Linked DNA regions of Nomascus leucogenys: region 2 is linked to region 1. Evidence: chromatin contacts called from public Hi-C data. All regions are on one chromosome and are shown on one strand. The core of a region is the stretch at or near the end of the contact, and the rest is flanking DNA. Distances in the headings are between cores, read along the strand shown. Region 1 holds the start of MRTFA (myocardin-related transcription factor A). Region 2 overlaps MRTFA (myocardin-related transcription factor A).

What was found. A called contact is a pair of places that touch in the nucleus more often than the background predicts.
Region 2: a Hi-C map of a lymphoblastoid cell line shows a contact between it and region 1, with 4 times the contacts expected there. The contact joins the enhancer-like site here to the promoter of MRTFA in region 1. A contact is called at or near these places in 2 of 4 Hi-C or Micro-C datasets (a lymphoblastoid cell line and an unstated tissue).

Annotation. Positions count from the first base shown.
Region 1 is chr7b:9,876,274-9,879,107 of Asia_NLE_v1, reverse strand. MRTFA (myocardin-related transcription factor A) reads right to left here and starts at 1,397. Exons shown (of 14, transcript XM_030815487.1): 1 at 1,161-1,397.
Region 2 is chr7b:10,073,943-10,076,642 of Asia_NLE_v1, reverse strand. All of the region lies in intron 3 of MRTFA (myocardin-related transcription factor A), which reads right to left. Among named protein-coding and RNA genes, the nearest start is that of SGSM3, 59 kb to the left of the region's middle. Within about 2 kb of position 1,347, the one cell type or tissue checked has an H3K27ac peak away from gene starts, as active enhancers do. A contact at or near this core is called in a lymphoblastoid cell line, where this site is marked.

The DNA of each region.
Region 1 (2,834 bases), core at 148-2,647:
AACTTCTTATTGACAATAAGTCTTATGTTACAGCCTTCAGCTTCATGTAGAAAGGACCCTGAAAAGATCTCAAAAACTTGCAACTCGTGGATATTCCAGACGTCTTATGAGTTTAAAACTATGTAAAAACATATGAAGCATGGGGTAATTCCATTATTATATTTAAGTGATGTGTTCCACATTCCTGTATATACACACACTTCATGCCAAATAGAGGCTGGCAAGCAGTTAACTATTCAACTGCCCTTTCGTTACGCTGCATAACAGGGAGACAACAGAGAGAAATCTTGACAAAGCCAACCTGGGCTAGTGCTTAAAGGAACACGGGCAAACCAGTCATTCTCAACATCCCAAAAGCAAACATTTTCTTGGGCCCTTACTATGGGCCAAGCATTGTGTCAAACGTTTCACGTGAATTATTTCATTCGACACTTACAACAAACAGCCGTATGCGATTGGTGCTATTATCCTCATTTTTCAGACGAGGAAACCAAGGCACAAGATTACACAGCTAGCAAGTGGCAGGTTTGGGAGTCGACTCAAAAGGTCCAGCCCTAGGCACTATGGAGTATCAAAGGTACCCGAAGCTGGGAGGGTGGACTGCAATCAGCGTCCTGACAGACGCTTTCTTACAAGGTAAAGTTCTCGGCCATCAAGTTTCAGATCTGCAGAGCCCTGTACACCTGGCAGCATTCAGGTTGCTATACTGGCACCAAAAAGTCCAGTTGAGCCTCCTTGCCTGGGAATCCCGAGGACTGCACTTGGATCCTGAAGGTCTGCACAAGACCCCAGAGAAAGCAGCCGACACCCCGCCCCTGCAATCAAAACACATCCCCGGAGAAGCAAGGGCGAGGACCTCCGTGCCTCCCCGCCCCGTGCAGCACGGCCCTGCCAGGCGGTGCACAGGTGCACGACCGCGCCCGCCCCGGCCCCGGCCCCGGCCCCGGCCCGGGTCCCAGCCCCGGCACAGTGACCGCCGCTCTGCGACTCCGGCCCCGAGGGCAGGGGCAGAAGGCCGGCGAGAAGAGGGCCGGGGACGCGAGGGCCGCCTCGCCCGACCCCCCGAGGACGCGCGCAGCGGGGTCGGGGGGGAAAAAGGATGCTCCGGGCGGGGCGGGGCCGCGGTGGGGGAGGGGTCCCCAACCCCGACTCTCACTCACCGCCTCGCGCGGCTCCTGGCCGGGTTCCGCGGCTCGCCCCACTCCGGCTCTAGCCGCCCCCGTCTCCTCTCGAGGCTCACTGTCCAGCCCGGGCGCACGGAGCTGAGAAGTCGCCGCCAGCGGAGGGCGTGTGGCCAGCGGCAACCGAGAGAGTGGGAAGGATGGGACCGTCGCTCTCGCCGCCGCGGCCACCACAGACACTGCCACCGCCGGCTCCTCTCAGCCGCGGAAGCTGCGGGTCCGCCCACCACGCCCGCCTCTCGTCCTGACTACTGCCCGCTAGAGAAGTGACGGCGGCGCTAGCCAATCAGAGGCCTGCTCGGGGTCGTGATCGGCTGACTAAGGGGCGGGAGGAGAAGGAAGCGGCACGAAGAAGGCGAAGACGGCGGCGTGACTTCCTATGATTGACGGCACGGCGCAGCCAATGGGCAACGGGGAGATGACCTCATCTCTGAGGAAAGTCTGGAACTGGCTGAGCCGCGGCGAGGAGGTCGGCGACGAGCCGGGGGCGGAGCGCTGGACCTTAAAGAGGCCTCAGCCCTCTGGTCACCCTGTGAAGGGAAGGGCGGTGGACCCCGCCGGACCTTGCCAAGTTGCCAAGGGGTCAATGCCCAGGCGCGAGTAATCCCAGACCCCATCCCGATTCTTCTCGGGGACTGAAGGGTCTCCGCCTGGGGCTCCGAAGTCGATCATTTCACGTTCACGCTTCCCAAAACGAGACACAATAAATTCCGCTCTGGCCTGAAGCCCTGAATTCCCGTTACAGTCCCGCCCCGCCGAGGCCCGTCAACTAGCTTCTCTGAGTCAGTTTCCCCAACGGTGAAAGGGAGGACACTGACACCTGCCTACCCCTCCCTACCTGCCGAGGCCGTGGAGATCAGCAGCAGCGAAAGCGCTCTGGGCTTAGAAGAGGAAAAGGGCTGCGTGAGCCCAAGAGCTTGCATCGGAAGGCTCCAGGAAGAGCATCTGCAAAAGAGAGGATTCCACGGGATGACCTTCGACAACTCTTGGAATTCTAAAATCCTATACCCTTGCCCGCACCCATTTGTGTAGTGAAGGGGCGCGCGTTAGGCGCAGAGGCCACACGTTCCGCAAGTGAACCCGGGCACCTCTCTGCACCTATTCTGGGCTGAGGGCGGGGAGCGGGTGGCTGCCCGATTTAAAAACATGTATATGTATATGTATATGTATATGTATATGTATATGTATATGTATATGTATATGTATATGTATATGTATATGTATATGTATAATGAGTGAAGTCCATGACTGCAACAGGGAGAAAGGAGAAAGGCAAAAGGGGAGAGAGAAAGAAGGTAACCCAGGCCCACTGTGATGACAGTCGCGGTCAGGCAGGCCCTTCGTATCCCCCTTCCTCCCCAGCAATGGGAGAGAGCCCAGAAAAGGAGAAATAACCCCAACTCGATGGGGTGGAAAAGGGGGAAGCGCTTTCCGGAAGGCGTCCGAGGATGGGGTCACCAGAGTCAGAGGAAGGAGTAACAGTAGGTAGAAGAAGAAGGGGTCAGGGGCGTTCTTCTAGGTTTGGGGCGGACCCGCGTGAAGACGCAAAGACTGAAAAGGGGCCGCTCACTTTACATTCCAGGGTAAATTCTCACTATGACCCCCTTTCCCCCCTCAAAGGCTTCTGGGACTGCCCATTGGTGAACTCTCAGA
Region 2 (2,700 bases), core at 98-2,597, 200 kb before region 1:
AGAGAAGAACCGTAAAGAATTACCTTCAAGTGAAGCATCATGTCTAGTGCTACGATATTCAGTGGAGAAGGCATCTTAAATTCATGTTACTGGCTGGGCATGGTGGCTCACGCCTGTAATCCCAACATTTTGGGAGGTCGAGGCAGATCACGAGGTCAGGAGATCGAAACCATCCTGGCTAACACGGTGAAACCCTGTCTCTACTAAAAATACAAAAAATTAGCTAGGCGTGGTGGTGGCGGGCACCTGAAGTCCCAGCTACAAGGGAGGCTGAGGCAGGAGAATAGCGTGAACCCGGGAAGCGGAGCTTGCAGTGAGCTGAGATCGCGCCACTGCACTCTAGCCTGGGCAACAGAGCGAGACTCCGTCCCAAAAAAAAAAAAAAAAAAAATCACGTTACTGTTAGTAGTACTATAAATATCAGTTGAAGTGAAGGCAATGACACCTGAGTAAGCATTTATCTTTATGGTTTAGCTACCCCATTCAAACAGTTTTGGTAGAAACCAAAATATGACTCCTAATGGGAACTGTCACTGCCTAAGCTTGGGCTGTATAAAGTGCACCCATGGAATGTAACTTTAACAAACACCCTGGCCCATGACTGGACCGTCAGCCGCAAATCCCCCATCAGCTAGGACTCCAAGAACGCCTGCTAGACCTCACATTATTCTCAGGACACCTGCACACAGGAAGGGGCACAGATGCATGCCAGATTAACCTTACTTCCTCAACCTCACGAGGAATCATAAAGTGGCCAAACTGTTTCAAAGGGACAGTTAAAACCAAAAAGATATGTCCACTCGGCGCTATTTCCTTCTTCACTGCACCTGTTATTTATAGTGCTGCTAAAATTAACTTGAATTTCATCTCTAAGGACTAAAAGAACCCCATGGCAATTGTATGTGAAGGAACACACACAACCGACAGCTGACACGAAGGGCTCAGCTCTATTCTGGGGATACCACACAAAGACCACAAGTCTCGACTTCTGCAAACAACACTCAGGTGGCAAGACCAAACCAAGAGCCTCCAGAAAAGCTGCACCATGAATGGAGGGTCTGACTCCTTTTGTCAAAAACTTGGCTGTAAGGACAAATAACAACTTAAGACACTCTGAGGATGAGAGGGAAAGGCCTGACTCACTTCAAGTAGGGAACAGAGGCAATAAGAGAGAAATTTATAAGACTGTGGTCAGTTTCACTTCTCCTGCCCTAGAATTTCCAAAGAGCTGTGAAACTGAGAGCAGAGATAACTTTTGCTAGGCTGCTGGCTGCGGTAGGAGTGCAGGGTTAAGGAGATGCTAAAAGTAGCAAGAGAGCATAGATAGGACCCTATCCTGCCTGGGCCTTTGTGCTTCTTCCTCCTTCCTCCCCACCCCCAGCGGGGGGCTGGGCCTCAGCAACAGCAGTCCCAGAAGAAAGCTTCAATTGTCCCAACAGTATTTATTTTAAAAAATTTTTTGTGAATCTTAAGATAAAAAAGAAACTAGTCTTAAAAGTACTACTGAGATCCCATCTTCTAACAGAAGGGGGAGCTCTAGATTTAACAAATTAACATCAAAGAAAAACCAGTACAGGTTACGTCCCCAACCTACCTGGGCACTATCCAGGCTTCCCCACTTCTTACATGGGCAGGTCGTGGGCATTTCAGTGGGTAAATAGACACCCCCTGCACCTGCTTCTACTGTGTAAAGCTAGCTCAACTCCAAAGGTCTTGCTCTGCAGGAACCTGGGTGTGACGGATCACACGTAACCTTGGCTCTTGGAAAGCTTAGCACATGCATGAGACAGTAAGTACAAAGAATCAAGAGAAAACGGACACTGTCCACCCCACCCCAGCTTCCTTTTCTGCCTCATTTTTCTCCGCAGCACTCATCACTGTCTTGACAGTCTTTATATAAATACTACATATCTGGCTGGGCGTGGTGGCTCATGCCTGCAATCCCAGCACTTTGGGAGGCCGAGGTGGGCAGATCATGAGGTCAGGAGTTCGAGATGAGCCTGGCCAACATAGTGAAACCCCGTCTCTACTAAAAATACAAAAATTTTTGTATAGGAATGGTAGAGGGCGCCTGTAATCCCAGCTCTCAGGAGACTGAGGCAGGAGAATCGCTTGAACTCAGGAGGCGGAGGTTGCAGTGAGCCGAGATAGTGCCACTGCACTCCAGCCTGGGAGACAGGGCAAGACTCCGTCTCAAAAAAAAAAAAAAAGGAGGGCAGAATACTACATATTTTTCTTGTTTACTTTCAGTCTCCCACGTTTACATTTACAACATGTCCCTATCAGAGCACAGCAAGGGTTTTGTCTATTTTTTTAGTTACTCACAGTATTCCCCAAGTGCCTAGAATACCAGGCACACAGTATACCCTCAATAATTATTCACTCAATGAATTAGTGAGTATTCTGTAAGAAACGGACACAAGGTGACTAGTGACAGGAGGATGGGAGGATTCTGCAGCAGAGCTCTAAACTTTCATCTGAACAGCCAGAATTCTGGTTCTGAACTGGGGTCGAAACCTCACAGTTCTGGATAGACAGTCAAGGGATCTGTGTTCTAGTACTGAGTGCTACCAATTACTGCTGGGTGACATGGGCTGTGAGACTGCTTTCTGGGTCTAATTTTCTTCCAGTGTGAGAATCTGCCCACCTCTCAGAACCCTTGTAAGGAAGAAACGCCAGTGAGAGTGCCCTGAACCAAAT